Regions from separate parts of the Mus musculus genome. Here regions 2 and 3 are each linked to region 1. Evidence: chromatin contacts called from public HiCAR-type and HiChIP or PLAC-seq data. All regions are on one chromosome and are shown on one strand. The core of a region is the stretch at or near the end of the contact, and the rest is flanking DNA. Distances in the headings are between cores, read along the strand shown. Region 1 holds the start of Cebpzos (CCAAT/enhancer binding protein (C/EBP), zeta, opposite strand). Region 2 holds the start of Dhx57 (DEAH (Asp-Glu-Ala-Asp/His) box polypeptide 57). Region 3 holds the start of Hnrnpll (heterogeneous nuclear ribonucleoprotein L-like).

Evidence for each region. HiCAR-type assays count read pairs that join an accessible place to other places. HiChIP or PLAC-seq counts read pairs in DNA pulled down with a chosen protein or histone mark.
Region 2: a HiCAR-type map of astrocytes shows a contact between it and region 1, with 4 times the contacts expected there. The contact joins the promoter of Dhx57 here to the promoter of Cebpzos in region 1. A contact is called at or near these places in 3 of 39 promoter capture datasets (the SN4741 cell line, hippocampal neurons and liver), 1 of 484 Hi-C or Micro-C datasets (B cells), 3 of 115 datasets of contacts at active chromatin or transcription factors (astrocytes, embryonic forebrain and microglia) and 1 of 9 other capture datasets (liver).
Region 3: an H3K27ac HiChIP or PLAC-seq map of thymic regulatory T cells shows a contact between it and region 1, with 7 times the contacts expected there. The contact joins the promoter of Hnrnpll here to the promoter of Cebpzos in region 1. A contact is called at or near these places in 3 of 39 promoter capture datasets (cranial neural crest, embryonic stem cells and pre-B cells), 8 of 115 datasets of contacts at active chromatin or transcription factors (the NIH/3T3 cell line, astrocytes, embryonic limb bud and 4 more) and 1 of 9 other capture datasets (embryonic stem cells).

The regions. Positions count from the first base shown.
Region 1 is chr17:78,914,240-78,919,105 of GRCm38.p6, forward strand. It overlaps Cebpzos (CCAAT/enhancer binding protein (C/EBP), zeta, opposite strand), which reads left to right and starts at 2,260. Exons shown (of 5, transcript NM_001177403.1): 1 at 2,260-2,454; 2 at 4,118-4,233; 3 at 4,817-4,861. The coding sequence starts at 4,119. Cebpz (CCAAT/enhancer binding protein zeta) reads right to left here. Exons shown (of 16, transcript NM_001024806.2): 16 at 4,764-4,866.
Region 2 is chr17:80,287,787-80,292,652 of GRCm38.p6, forward strand. Dhx57 (DEAH (Asp-Glu-Ala-Asp/His) box polypeptide 57) reads right to left here and starts at 2,690. Exons shown (of 24, transcript NM_001163759.1): 1 at 2,270-2,690. It overlaps Morn2 (MORN repeat containing 2), which reads left to right and starts at 2,426. Exons shown (of 5, transcript NM_194269.2): 1 at 2,426-2,551; 2 at 4,539-4,592.
Region 3 is chr17:80,060,293-80,065,158 of GRCm38.p6, forward strand. Hnrnpll (heterogeneous nuclear ribonucleoprotein L-like) reads right to left here and starts at 1,976. Exons shown (of 13, transcript NM_144802.4): 1 at 1,365-1,976. The coding sequence starts at 1,700. 4933407O12Rik reads left to right here and starts at 1,930. Exons shown (of 2, transcript XM_006525248.3): 1 at 1,930-2,280; 2 at 2,381-3,170. The coding sequence starts at 1,948. The coding sequence ends at 2,506.

The sequences.
Region 1 (4,866 bases), core at 1,010-3,509:
CATATTGTGCCGAGTTGCTAATGCTCTGTTCTGCCCCTGGAAACCTTATAAAAACAGCCTAACTGGTGATGGTGGTTGCTGCCTGTCCTTCGGGTCTGGGATGACCCCAGTGCACTGGAACAATAAATTCCTCTTGCTTTTTGCAGCGATCCTGGCTCCACATGGTTCACTTAGGGGGATCCCTGGTAAGAATGCTAAATCTGTATGGTAGCTTGCCTCATCAAGTTCCGCAGTAAATTCAGTTTTGAGACCATAAGCAACTTGATCACATGTCTCAAGTAATAAAATCTGTTTATCATTTGGTTTTAACTTTGTCATCTTATTTATGAAAAGTAAATGATTTAGTTTTAGTCAGTGTCAATGTTTTAAAAGAACTCCTGGGACTGGTGCTTATTTATTCCTTCATTCCATGAAACCCACGGTTTTGAGGATTTTCATAACATACATTTGTCATGCTTTTGTGCATACATGTTCTTGATGTGCTGTATAATGATACTCCATTACATGTAAGCACAGGGTGGCTTTTGCATCCTCTTCTATTGGTTTTACAAATGTGTTTCTCTCTTTTACCTGCCATTAATGGGGTATCAACCAAAGGAGATATATTGATGGTGGACAAAGAAAATGGGCTTAACATATATTTTATTGCGCCATATAAGTTCCTTGATTTAGTTGTGTCTTCTAAGGACACTAAATACATCATTTTTGGATGACATTGCATTTGTCAAAAAGACCACTAATAAAAATGGCTAGTTGAGCCATGTCTTTGTCATTGCGTTATTGCTCTTAAGAGACACCACAACCAAGGCAATTCATAAAGAAAAAGGACTTAATTGAGAGCTGACCTACAGTTTCAGAGGTAATTTACTGTCTACTTGGTGGAGCTGGAGAAGTCGCTGAGAGCTCTACAGTCTGATCCATAGGCAAAGAGAAAGACTGGGTCTGGTGTGGACTTTTGAAACCTCAAATCACACCCCCAGTGACACACTTCCTTCAACAAGGCCACACCTTGCACCTTGTTGAATCCTTATAATCTTTTTGACACTTGTACTCCCTGGTGTAACTTTAATTTTTCCAAATCCCATTTAAAAAAAAATATTTATTATTATATGTAAGTACACTGTAGCTGTCTTCAGATGCACCAGAAGAGGGCGTCAGATCTCATTATGGTTTTGAGCCACCATGTGGTTGCTGGGATTTGAACTCAGGACCTTCAGAAGAGCAGTCGGTGCTCTTAACCACTGAGCCATCTCTCCAGCCCTCAAATTCCATTTTTAATGATGGTTTTTAAACACTTTAACCTTCCTTGTAACCCACCACTCACCAGAGGTAGTGGGAAAGAAAGGATACGGGGGGGGGGGGGGAAGTGGAACTGTTTAGAAAGGTTCTTTGGAGCAACTCCCTTCTGTGTTGTCTGGAAATCAGTTCAGTTCACAGGTTAGCAGGCAGCGGTAGTTGGATCCACTGGCAAACACCTCATGGATACAGTTCTGTAGAGTCAGGTTAGCAACAGCAGTGACATGTCCAGATGTTCGAATCAACAGTCGGAACCAACAGGAACAGGGAATCGAAGATGCAAGATCCATAAGTGTTGCACAGTTAGCTGTACCAGTGAGCCAAGTCAAGCCAAGCCAAGCTAAGCTAAGCCAAGCCAAGCCACTCCCCCTCCCCCAATTTCCATTATGTTTACCTTGAACGTTTTGTTGGGCAGCATTCATAGCTTCCTGTGTTTGCTTGTTTGAGACAGGGTTTCTCCGTGCAGCCCTGGCTGTGGATCTCTGAGGACAGACTGCATTTTAATAAAAGTGGATATAGTCTGACATTCCAGGCTTTGTCATGCACGTGGTCCCTCTTTAGGCATTCCTATGCCCCATCTCCTATCTTTCCTTCCCTTAGGTCAGCCCTCTTCTTGACTATTGGGCAGCACCTAGGCACAGCGCTTCTCACCTTTAATGTGTAAAGGAATTGTCTAGGAACCTGGCTAAAGGGCAAATCCCAATTTAGGGTCCCACTTTTCTGGCCACTCTCTGGCGATGGGTTGTTCCCGTTCTGATACATTTTGGGTTTAGAGTGGGAGAGACGATCCATGTGCAGAGTTTGGAGATGGTGTCCTGGGTTCAAATGTGAATTCTTTTACTTGGGTGTGACCGCGGGCAGGATAACCTTGCCTAAACGATACCAGCTTCCCACAGCTAGTTAGGTCAGGTTCCTCTGTGGGGCGTGGCTAAAGCTGGGGGCGTGGCGCTAAGACCGTGCGCTTGCGCAGTCGGGTTGCGGAGGCCTCAGGTAAGGACCGGGCAGTGTTTCTTGTCCTCTGTTCCCCAATGTGTGGCGCGTGGGGTCTGTGACATTCTTGGGTGTGGGGAACACTCGAGCGAGCCCGCCCCGCAGGCGCAGGAGCGCGAGCGTTTCCGGGTCGCCGAGCCGCGACGCATGCTGGGACCAGGACCCCGGGTAAGGCTGGGTGCTCGCTGTTGGATCCTTGCAGGGCAGCAGCCCCCGGTCGCAGCGCCGCCTTTCCTCCCTCGGGCCTACACTGGAGCACACGCAGGGTTGCTTCTCCTGCGCTGCAGCCCCAGGCGCTCCTGTGCAACAAGGCTCCGTGGTCTTTGGTCTCCCTGAGCCATCTTGTCTGGACAGTGTGTCTCTGGTGACAAACGTGCTTTATTATTAAGTAGACAAGTCCCGAAGCGCAGGGCTTTGGAATGTGGCACGTCCATCAGTTTTTAAGAAATTAAGTGTTTTATTAATATCATTATTTGGACTGTTTGATATCTTAGCATCACTCTCTTCCAATCAAAAAAGATTTCGCTCAGATCCCGTAAGTTGTGGAACAGGATGCAGGCAGGTGTGCCCTGTCCTCGCCCTGAAACCTTAAAACCGCCCTTGAGAACTTAGAACTGAGCGGGACCGTCAGTGATTTAGCAGAGTACTGGGAAATCGAGGAACACAGCTGTCCCTTCTGCCTCCTCCCCAGTTTTTTATTTGCTTCGTTTTAAAAATGAGAATAATACAGTTTTTTTTTTTTCTGGTCCCTGAGTAATTCCCATTACTAAAGTGAAAAACGAACGTTGGAGGAGGGACACATGGTAACAGAGTCCAAGGCGAATCCTGATAGTGTTTAATTATTTTCATGCTTAGATACCATGAAAGGGACGTAAAAGCAGGGGAAAGGACTGGCTGATCCTGAACATTAAAGAACAGCCTGTCTCAGCATTGAGCAGTGGGAAAATATCAGAATATTAGATCAAAAGCTTAGTAGTTTGGGGTTATAGGGAGTTAGTTATAAAGCCTGAGCTACCTTTTGCATATTTAGCAAGACAAAACCTTATTTACTGGATAACGGTTCTTCAAAGACACCTTCTTTTGACTGTTGGAAACTGAGCCTACTACTCATGCTAATAGCTTGCATGCTCCCGTTCTCGGTTTGTCTCTGCGTACAGGGGGGAAGACTTCAGTTACTCGAAGCTTTGCCATGGACTGGGTCACCACCAGTCAACTTCTCCCCCATGGGCCAGGGCTTTGTATAAAACCTGGAGTGACTTCACGGGGGGGGGGGGGATTACTGGGGTGCCTGCCACCCTAGTCTTGCTGAATCAGGATCTGGGGACTGGGAAGTGGTCTGAAGGCTTAGGAACGCACGCTGCTTTGGGGATGGTGCATTGAAGTGTTCCAACACTGAGACTGCCTTAGAGCCAAGACTGGTTTGCTACCGTCTGGTTTCATATCCGTCTAGGAAAGGCATGAACTGTGGTGCAACTTAACAAAAGTACCTTCCTCTTGCAGGGCAGTCTCCAAAAGGGCCTTCCAATGCTGTTCCTATTATTAGACTGTATTATAATTCCTAGGTCAGCTAAAAAGTTTCTCTCTAACAGACACTAAAAAGCCTTAGTTCCTCCAGTTTTGCTTTGTAAAGAGCTCTATACCTTCTCAGAATTTCTGTGGTTTATCACACTCCTTAGGCATGGAGATCGGAAACTGCATGTAGGAATGTCTAAACGAAACACATACTACCCTTGAGGTTCATACAAGCACTGAGACTGGGGGTGGAGGTTTTTCTTTATAGATGTGGCAACAGAAATCTAAACATGCTCATCCATCCATGTTGTTAATGTAGGATGGCTCGGATCATGGAACCGCTGGCGAGGAAGATCTTTAAAGGAGTGCTAGCAGCTGAGCTTGTGGGTGTCGCTGGAGCTTACTGTCTGTTTAAAAAGATGCACTCCAGCCAAGGTAAACTCAGCTCAGCAATTGTTTTCTAGCAGGGGATGCACTCAATGTTGGTGACATTTCTGGGCAAAAATGTTTCTTGAGACTGAAGGTATCGGACGTTTTTATGGGCAGGAGGGGAGCGAGGCTGTTATTGTACCTGCAGACTAGGAGTGTCTGGGTTTTACCTGGGAAGGGTAGAACAGACGTCCCTATTCTGGCTCAGAACTGAACGGAATGGGTGGAGGCAGCTCAGCCTGCCCGTCATACTTACTTGTAGAAAAAGCTAACACCGCTGTGGGCAGTGATGGTGCACACCTCTCCCAGAACTCGGGAGGCAGAGGCAGGTGGATCTATGTGAGTTCGAGGCCAACCTGGTCTACAGTGATTTCCAGGACATCTAGGGCTACTGTGAAACCCTGCCTTGAAAAACAAAAACCAAACAAAACGATAAAGGCTATATTTTAAGATGAATGTAATTTGTATACTATCCTGTAAGATTTACTTCTTGGATTAGTAGATGGACCTTAGTACAAAATGCTAATAGACACTAATATACTAAATTGTTGTTTAATATGTTAATACAGTGATTTTTTTTTAATATCAGATTTCAGACAAACAATGAGCAAGAAATTTCCATTCATTTTGGAAGGTATG
Region 2 (4,866 bases), core at 1,440-3,939, 1.4 Mb after region 1:
GGTGGGTGGGTATGGGGGAATTTTGGTATAGCATTGGAAATGTAAATGAGCTAAATACCTAATAAAAAATGGAAAAAAAAAGATAAAAAGGTTCTAACAAAAAAAATTATTTAAGAGAACAAGGCTATTACAGAGTAGTTGCTGAATGCCTCACTCAATAACCTATGAGTGGATATATGAATAGGTGGAGAAAGTGAGCCATGAAATACTTGTGAAGAGAACATCCAAGCAGCAGCAATGACAGATGCGAAGGTTTCAAGCTCGGAACATCAATTAGCGCCCTGGGCCAGGTGCTGGGATGAGGCCAGAGTGCACAGAAGGAAATAATAGTTTCAGTTGGGCAACTATTACAGTCGTTCAGGTTAGAGAAAAGAAATGCAGTGTCTTAAAAATGGTGGGGAGGAAGACATAGGGTGTTTACATCGAAACTCCATTGGCTGTGGCTATGAGGGGCAGGAGGAAGTGCCTGTGTCAGGGAGACTTTGAGATAGAATGCTAGCTCCTCAGAAGTTTTACTGTTGGTTTGTGTAAACAGAGCAGAACATTTATACTAAATAGGCTACTCTGGCTTTGGTGGAATGCCGTGTGTGTGTGTGTGTGTGTGTGTGTGTGTGTGTGTGTGTTTAAGTAAAGCTTTCAACAAATGTTTTGGTAACTGATTCTTCTTTGCTGTGGTACCTGACTTCAGTATTAGCTGCATTGTGAGTGGTAGATAAAGGTGGTGGTTTGAGATTTGAATCCAAGACTGGTTAGTTTTTATACGAATGGCAGATTCCCTGGTGGGTGGGTCATTAGCTAGAATCAGGAAAGACAGTTTCTCCTAGGTGAGTGGGACCCCCCCTCCCCACAAGTGGCCAAACACCATAGAGAAACCAAACAAAAACACAAATAATGTCCTCTTTCAATTTAAAGTGTAAAACTTGCCAAGCAGTGGTGGCAGACACCTTTAGAGGCAGGTGGATCTGTGAGTTGGAAGCCAGCCTGGTCCACAGAGTGAGTTCCAAGCCAGCCAGGGCTACACAGAGAAACTGTCTTAGAAAACAAAAACAAACTAACAAACAACACCCCTCAATTATTTTAACTACTCTCTAACCCTAGATCCCCACTAGGCAAGACATCCTGAGCCCCAACCACGAGCTCTCCAAAGGACAGCAGTATATACATACACTCACAAAACCATAATGACATGAAATGATTAACATGTGACTGAAGGAATGGCACAAACTGAATTTTCAATAATCGCATTCTCCCACCCCCCTCCCCCCACCTTTATGTCTTTCCAGACAGGGTTTCTCTGTGTAAATAGCACTGGCTGCCCTGGAACTCGCTTTGTAGACCAGGTTGGCTTCAAACTTACAGAGATCCATCTGCCTCTGTTTCCAAAGGCGTGCACTACCACGCCCAGCTGCATATCGGGTTTTTGTCTTTTTGTTTTTTTTACGTAGGAAGAAAGGAAAACATCAAACATCTTACCACCCAAACCACCCAGCTGGGGTCAATTCATACATTGAGAAATGGCTGAGGAAAAAAAAAAGGCAAGAAGATTCTGTACTGACTTAAAACAAGTTGCCTCACACCAACCCAGAAAAGGTTACATTTTCAACTTGAGCTGTAATTTTCACGCAAAAATCTGAACCAAGATTTACCGATTATAGCGGCATCCGATATCACATTCCCCAGACGTTTTCTGTAGAATACAAATTAGGTTATCTAGTCCGCAGGGAGGAATCCCACTATCTATGTAGCCTGCTAAGATTTCATCTTTCTTTACCATAGACACTGGATCCAAGTTTGGCTCTAAAAGGATCCTTTGTTTCACACCCAAGTTTGGCTCCCACGTACAGCATCGTCAAGCTGAGGTGATGAAAACTGAACCCACACCGCTTGCCTCCCAGGCAAACCTCTGACCACTATACATTCCCCCAGCTCCATTCAGATACCTAGTCATGCAAGGTTCCTTTCTTCAACATCCATCTTCTCCAACCCTTTCCCCAAACAGCCCCTCGGGTCGCCACCGAGCCACAGACAGGAAATGGGGCTGGCGCCCCTCCTTTTCAACCTTGCTCGGAGCCGTGGGTGTGGACGACCTCGACTGCAGATCCCGGGGTTCCCCAGGATTCTGCAGGTCCAGGTTCACTGCCCCTGGGCTGACAGGCAGGACCATAGGGGCTGCATGGTCCTCGGATGTGATCACTAGAGAGGGGAGGCGGCAGGCGGGCCTGGCAACCCCGAACCCGCGCGGCCCCGCACATGCCACGTCAGGCCGTACCTGGCTCGTAGCGTTGCTGGCTGCGGAGCTCAGGAGGCGGCACCCAGGGTCGGGGTCCGGGCTGGGTTCAGCTTCCCTCTTGGACCTCACCCGCAGCAGCCGCCCCGCCCAGGTGTCTTCTGATTGGCTTCTTGCACTTTTGCTTCCGGGTGAGAGGTCGCCCGGTCGCCCCAGCAACCGAGGCCCGCTCTGTCCTAGAGCCCAGCTCCCTCCAGCCTGCCGAGCTGGCGAGCCTAGGGGAATCGCAGAGTCGCGAAAGCCTGTCCTTCACGTCTCCATCAAGTGAGTGCGCTTCCTCTCGGGAGCTGATGGACCCGGAGCCAGCCGCAGCATCCACTCTGGGGTGGAGGGGCACCGACAGCCCGGCGTCGGGGGATCCGGAGATACAGCGTGGGCCCCCGAGTCTGTGGGTTCGCTGTGCCTATCACTCCGGATTTGTTTCCTTTACGGTGCCAGATCAATGGCAGAGGTTCCTGCTAACTCACATAATCCAGAAATTTGAATGTGGAAACGTCACCCCCTTATTTAGAGAATATTAGTTTCTGTAATCGAACTCACACAGATAAGGTTTTACCTATGTAATACAGTGAAGTAAGCCTGTACAAATGGAAAAGAAATTAGCTTGATGTTTCTAGACTAATATGGCTGCTGATTTTGGTACAATGACAACTCAACATGGTTGAAAACACAAGTACAGTTTTCAAAAATTAAACGTGTGTTTAATATATATACATATTTAATATATTATATAATATATATTAACATATAATATATTAATATTATTTTAAATATAGGTATATGTTTATATGTGTATATATTTATATATGTGTATATATTTTTATATATGTATATATATCTATGTATATGTATAAAGAGCAATAATAGTATGTTATGCATCAGTAATAACAACAGCTTTTTCAGGTCCTGTAGTCATCTGAACAAAATTGTAGACGTCTAGCCTCGCCTTAAAAACAAACAAACAGAAAAACACCACCAAACAACTAGAAACAGCACAGGTCTGTGACCATTAGGGTACCAGCACAATATATATATGTATATAAGTATACACATATACATACATGTGTGTGTATTGTACATATATAATTATATGTATATTATATATATGTATGTATATTATAGACATATAATTAGCTTTTAAATCATCTGTAAAGAAGACATCCTGAGTAATATTGGAACCATCTTTGATAAAGCTACCAATTCATATCATGCAGCAGGTAGGAGATATTTTACACTCACATGATACAGTGCTGCCCCCACATTTGTAACACTAGAGGGCGAAAAAGGCATTTGAGACTTCTTTTTACTTTTTTCAGCAGAGGGCCAAATGCTGGTGTGACATAGCTCTGTAAAAGAAGTGCACTCTTTTAGATAGGAATTCCTTTCAGTAGTGTTCAAAGTATTACACTCTCACGAAACAACAAACAAACAAACAAAACCAAAAAAAAAAAAACCCTGAAAACCAAAAAGGGGAAACATTTCCCCGAGATAAAGCCGTACAAGACTATGCTCATCAAACGTGGAAATCTGAAGAGCGGTTGAGGACTGCTTCATTTCCTGTATGATCAGTTGTGTTTAGTAGTGTCCTGCTTAGTAGGCGTTTAATGATTCTGTCTCAAGAGCCATTCATTCCCTAGATAAGCATTTTCTGTTTGTACTCAATACCGAGTCAGGTGGTGGGAGGACATTTCATCGATCTATGGTCCCTATTTTAGTGTAGGTGACTAACTACACATAAGCATTGCTTTACTAAGACCCCTAGTCCTGGAACCAGAGGAGTTTAAGGATGAGAAGAAGTCAGACAGACTTTGCAGAGGGGCCATCTACAGAGTTGGACACTAGCCTGCATGGCCTACATAGGTTCATCCTTTTAGTCAAAAGTAAGAATGAGACATTGAGGTAGAATCTGTTTCTACCCAAAGAAGACGCTCGTGCCTCCGGGAGAGCACAGCATAGCTGCAGTGGGCACTGTGAGCAGATTTCGTAATCTGATAAGCATTGTTAAAGCATCCACTACTGCCTGACTGAAAAAAAAAAGTTAACTTTGTACTAATAAAATCATACAAAATAAATTAAAATAGGCCATCTAGGGAAGATAATTTATTTCCTCAGGACTCTGCACCAGCCAGTAGAAATGCCAGTGTGTCTGTGTGAAGAGAATTTACCGGAATCCTGCTGAAAGCACATGTGCTGTGGGTCTCATGATATTAAACTATTTAAACTTACCTTTATTTCCCTCAATCTCTTAAAGCTTCGTCAGAAGTATATAAGATCAAATTTATATTTCCAAATGGAGACACATACGGTAAGCATGCATCTTAATTATCTTTTCATATAGGAAATTTGTTTTATAAAACCTTTTTTTTTCAATTCTATGAAAAATTTAATTGAAAGTTTTCAAATTTTTCTCTAGAAATATCACAGTACTTTTCTTTCTAGTAATGCTATCTTGTAAAACACTATCATAACCCAATTCCTATGTTTGTTGTTTCTACGATTATAGATGCTATTTTAAATACCTAGTACTCTCCTCTTTCTTATTTCTCTGAAAGCTGTCTAGCTAATTTCCCATAATTCAC
Region 3 (4,866 bases), core at 726-3,225, 1.1 Mb after region 1:
TGAGGTGGCTCAGGTGGTGAATGTCTGCCAGGACTCACAGGATGGAAGTAGCTGTGTCCTTTGACCTCCACACTCGCCTGCATGCTCCAAAGCACACAACACAAATGAATGTAATTTTTTATTATTATTACTCAAACAGGAGCTGAAGAAAGAGCTCATCCAAAAAGCACACAGTGCTCTTGCAAAGACAGCCCAAGAGCTTGACTCCCAGCACTCGAATCTGGTGAGTCGCAATGAAACTACCTGTAACTCTACCTCTAAGGAACACTAAAACCTTACTAGGCTGCCATGGGTACTTGTTATGAACCCATACATGTAACTTTTTTTTTATTTAAGCTAGACCAACAAAAATTCGAACTTTAGAAAGATAAGCGGCTTCTGATTAAAAAGGGTTGGAACACCTTAATTTTTGGAAGGTGTGCATAACTTCGTCAACTTCTGCTAAGATTTGATCTCAAATGTATTAAGTGTTTAAATAATATCTTAAGTCGTCAAGACCGTTTAAAGGCCCCCAAAAGAGTCAAAACCGTTCGGATTGGTTTGTTTCCTTAAAGTCTCCATGGAACTGAAGTTGTGGGTTGCGCTGTCCACATTCCTCCAGCCTCCAGCTAAACGTTTCTGATAAAGGAGGACTCGAGGAATGTGTGACTGAATTCCCACAGCTCTGCATTCATTTCCTTCTGTGGGGGACAAACTTGAAGTACATTATGAATGAAGAACTCTCGTCATCTGAACGCCTTTTATTTGACAGCAGGGACAGACACACACACACACACTTAGATCACCGGCCCACTCATTTCTGTAACAAGAAAACTTATCTTGGCCATTGCCTGGCCTGAATGAACCCCATGCCCACAAAGCCTTTTCTATAGAAAGATATTAAACTAGCGAGGGCTAAACTACGGGGAGAGCACGAGGGCGCAATTTGTCATTGCATCGCGGTTCCCACGGAGACGAGGCCACGAGAGCCTTCCCGTTATGGTTGCCCAGCGTGAGGATGATGCGGGTCGGGGAGGCCGGGTCCCCAGCACAGCCTCGGAGCCGGAGTTGCTCAACTAACAAAGAGCGGATCCCGCCGAGGGCGCGCGGCGCAGCCTCCCGGAGCGGAAGCGACACCCGCCCGCCCCCGCCGCCCCCACCCCGCTACCCTCCCCAAGTTCAGGGCCCGGACTCCGGGAGGCCCGGCACCCCAAGCCCACCCAAAGCCGGCATTCGGGATTCGGGGATCGTGGGCAATAAAGGAAAGAATCAGTCCGAGTCGCCAGCTACGCGCTCGGCGTGCACGCAGCGGCAAAGGCGGCCAGGCCGAACCCCCGCCGCCGGGCCCTGCTGGAGGGACGCGGCGCGGCGCCGCGCTTTGTTACCGTGGACAGGGGCATGCTCCGAGGGCCACCGCCGCTGCCACCTTCGTCGCCGCCGCTCCCTCCCTCATCGCCGTCGCCTTCGTCGCCTTCTTCTCCACCTTCGCCTTCCTCGCCGTCGCCGCCGCCGCCGCTGCCTCCGTCTCCGTCGCCTCCGTCGCCGCCGCCGCTGTCGCTATCGCTCCCCGCCTGAGGCGTCGCTTCCTGGCGATTCTCGCTCTCCTCGGCCGAGTAGACGATCTCTCCCTCCTCGGTCTTGAGGCGCTTGGCCTGGCTCTCGAACTCCCGGTCCTCCTCGTACGTCTCCTCCTTGGGGGAGGAGGAGGAGGAGGAGGACATGGCGGCGGCGGTGGAGACGGCGCGGGAGACGGGCCTCAGATGTCGCTGATCGGTCCCCGCCGCGGGCTGCGCCTCCTCGGCGCGGGTCTGAGCTGGCCCGGCGTCCTCCGCGGCGCGCTCCAGGAGCCCGTGACTGAGAAGGGAGCGCGGGCTGAGGGGACGCTTCCCTTTATCTCTCAGCCAGCCTCCAGCCTCTCCCTCCGCCAGCTTCGCGGCTCCCAGCCCCGGGGGGGACGCGAAAGTAAGGATGGGGCCGGGCCGTGGCTTCCGGTCTTCCCTCCTCCCTGATCCGCTCCCCGCCGCTCAGGCGGAGCCTCCACCCCGCCTTGACTGCCGCCGGGCGGGATGGGATCCAGGGCCCGAGAGTTTCCGCCCCCTTGCCGAACTTCCGCCTCCTATTGGAAGAGCGAAAGTCGATCTGGCTTCCAATTGGCTGGAAGAACTGCTCGTCAGAATCCCAGCCTGGACTCTCGCTGGGCTCCGGTCGGGACCGTGCAACGCCCGCTGCGCGCGGTTCCGCAGCGGTTGCAGCCCCGTGGCGGTTAGCGCTGTTAGGCCCTGGCCGCCGCTGAGATACCGGGTGAATGTGAGGAGCCGGCGATGCGTTCGGCAGAGTCGGGGCTGTGGGTGTTAACCGCCTTCCCGCTAATTTGAATGCTTTTCTTCTTCATTTTAAAAAGATGAGGGAGACCTGGAGAATCTTTAAAAAGATGAGGGAAACCTGGAGAATCTCCGCGCACCTAACCACACACAGCCCCCGAAAGCGCGTGGACTCTGCGCCACTAACTAAACAGAACAACCGTTAGCTGTTACTGACTGTGGCGAGCCAGCGAGATGATGCACACAGGTCTGCGCAGGGCATAGGTGACCTGCAAACCGGACCTATTGCTGCAGACATACCTATCCAAGTCCCTGCTGCAGTTACATATTCTCAACCTTCCTCTAAAACCCCTATTCTCACTGTTCTGAATGATCGTCTTCATTTTCCAAAATAGGAAACTCTCACAATCCTGTTCGTTTCCAGCCCACAACTCACTTCCTCTGTGAAGCCTAAAGACTGTTTTAAGGTTTTTAGCTGTTTCTATTTGCAAAAGGCCTTTGAATAACTAAAGGTGTTGTTTTAAAACAAAACAAAACTGGACGTGCTTAAGGGCAGGTACTGTGTTCATTTTTATAATCTAGTTCCAGTACAGTTCACCCCAACCCAATCCACCCCCGAATGGATTTCAGTGACCAACTTACTGGGTTGAAATTATGGTGTCTAGCTAGCAAGAAACCCACCGCGCCCTAAGTGCCCTGTTACTTTAAGCCTTGGAAAACTAAGATTCGTTCTGCGCACTTGTTTTGAACCTCTTCCTTTCCCAGTTGTGGGTTGTTCCCTCCTCTAGCCTGTTTTTTTTCCCCCAAAGGCATTTCTTCCCCCAGAAAGATGTGTGATCGTTCTTTTAACATATGTTGCTTTCTCCTTTATACTTTGCGTCGCTTGTCATTTTAGAATCCTAAGGAATCTAAGCGTTTCTGCAAACTGTACCACTGTGTGTGAGAGAGAGAGAGAGGCCGCTTGCAGAACTGAAAATTAGAAATATGTCTTTAAAATTAAGATAAGACTGACGTGTACCGAAGAAATATCAAAGAAGGAATTGCAGAGCTGGGGACAGATAAGGAAACGTCCTGAGCGAGAGCAACTGCATCCGCAGTCAGAAAAACACTGCACCAGTTTTGCCCAAAAGTTTTTGTCTGAGTCAGATGCTCCATACAAATTGACAGTGCAAAAGTTTCTGTGCAAGAAAGTTCAGGTACAAAAGTTTTAAAAGCTAAGATCTAAAAGGCGTAGGTTTAGGGCTGGAGAGGTGGCTCAGCAGAGGCGGTGCAGCCCTCAGGGAAGCATAGGAGCTTCCCGGTGCTCTTCCTAGGGATCCGATGCTCTCCCTTCTGACACCTTCATAGTCACCATGTCACTGAGCAGTGTTCTGCAGGGACTGTCAAGATGGCCGCACCTGTCAAAATGGTGGCATCAGTTAAAACAAAGTGGGTGGGGGGAAAAAGCACCAATCACTGAGCAGGAAAACCAGCCAATCCCTGAACTCCCTAAGATCAAGACTTGAAATCCTACCAATCCTGACTCTGGAAGTCTCCACCCTCCTAAGAAATCCTCTATGTGCCTGCCTTTTGTCCAATCCCCGGCTGTCCTCTCCCCAGGAGCAAAGAGGGCAGCCACCTCTGGACTCCTCTCTCCTCCCCCTGGATTCGACCTTCCAATAAATGTCTTTTATGAGATGTGCTTCCTGCTATGACTCTTTCATCGGAAGAGGGCAAGAAACAAGAGAACAAGGGAAGGATGCAAAGAAGCAGAGTGTGGCTGGCTGGGACTCCTGAGCCCCTCAGGTCAGCACGGGAGATGCTTCTCTAAGAGCTGCACTGCCTCTGCTGACTTCCTCTCAGCTGTGTGGTTCCTGAGCTCCTGTTTCTAGGGATGCCCTTTCACTGGGCTGCCTTCTCCCCTCAGAGCTGTGTGGTTCCTGGTCTATCTGAGCAGGAAGGCCAACACACCACGCATCCATGTTGTACACAGACATACATCCAGGCAAAACACAGATAAAATAAATGAATACATCTAAAAAATAAGTTTAAAAGCCTAGTTATCTTTAGCCTTTCTGTCCTTATTTATGTATGTATGTGAATATGTAGGTATTTATTTTGTAGGAGCCTTAACTGGCCTGTAACTTTGTAGTTCAGTCCCTGCCTCCCTAGTCCTGGGATTAAAGCAAGCAGTACTAGTCCTCTCTTTGCCCATTTTATAGTAGTTTCAGTATCAAAGACCAGGAAAGAAGGATAAATTAATTATAGCTTGTTTGCCAGAGAAATTTTCTTCTGGTGAAGTGTATAGTTCCCAACATATTTTTATTTCAAATCGTGGAGAGCTGGAAATGAAGCCACTGGCATGTGGTGGGCCCTGGGCTTGAGTGCCCAGACTACATTTTTTTTTTTTTTTAATTAAAGATGGCAATGTAGAATTGGGAAATTAAATGTTTTGATTGTTTTTCTTTAAGATGGTTGTGCATGCCTTAATCCTAGCACTCAGGAGCCAGTGGCAGGCAGATCTCCTTGAATTCAAGGCCAACCTGGTCTAAATTCCAGGACAGCCAGAGCTATGTAGAAAGACCCT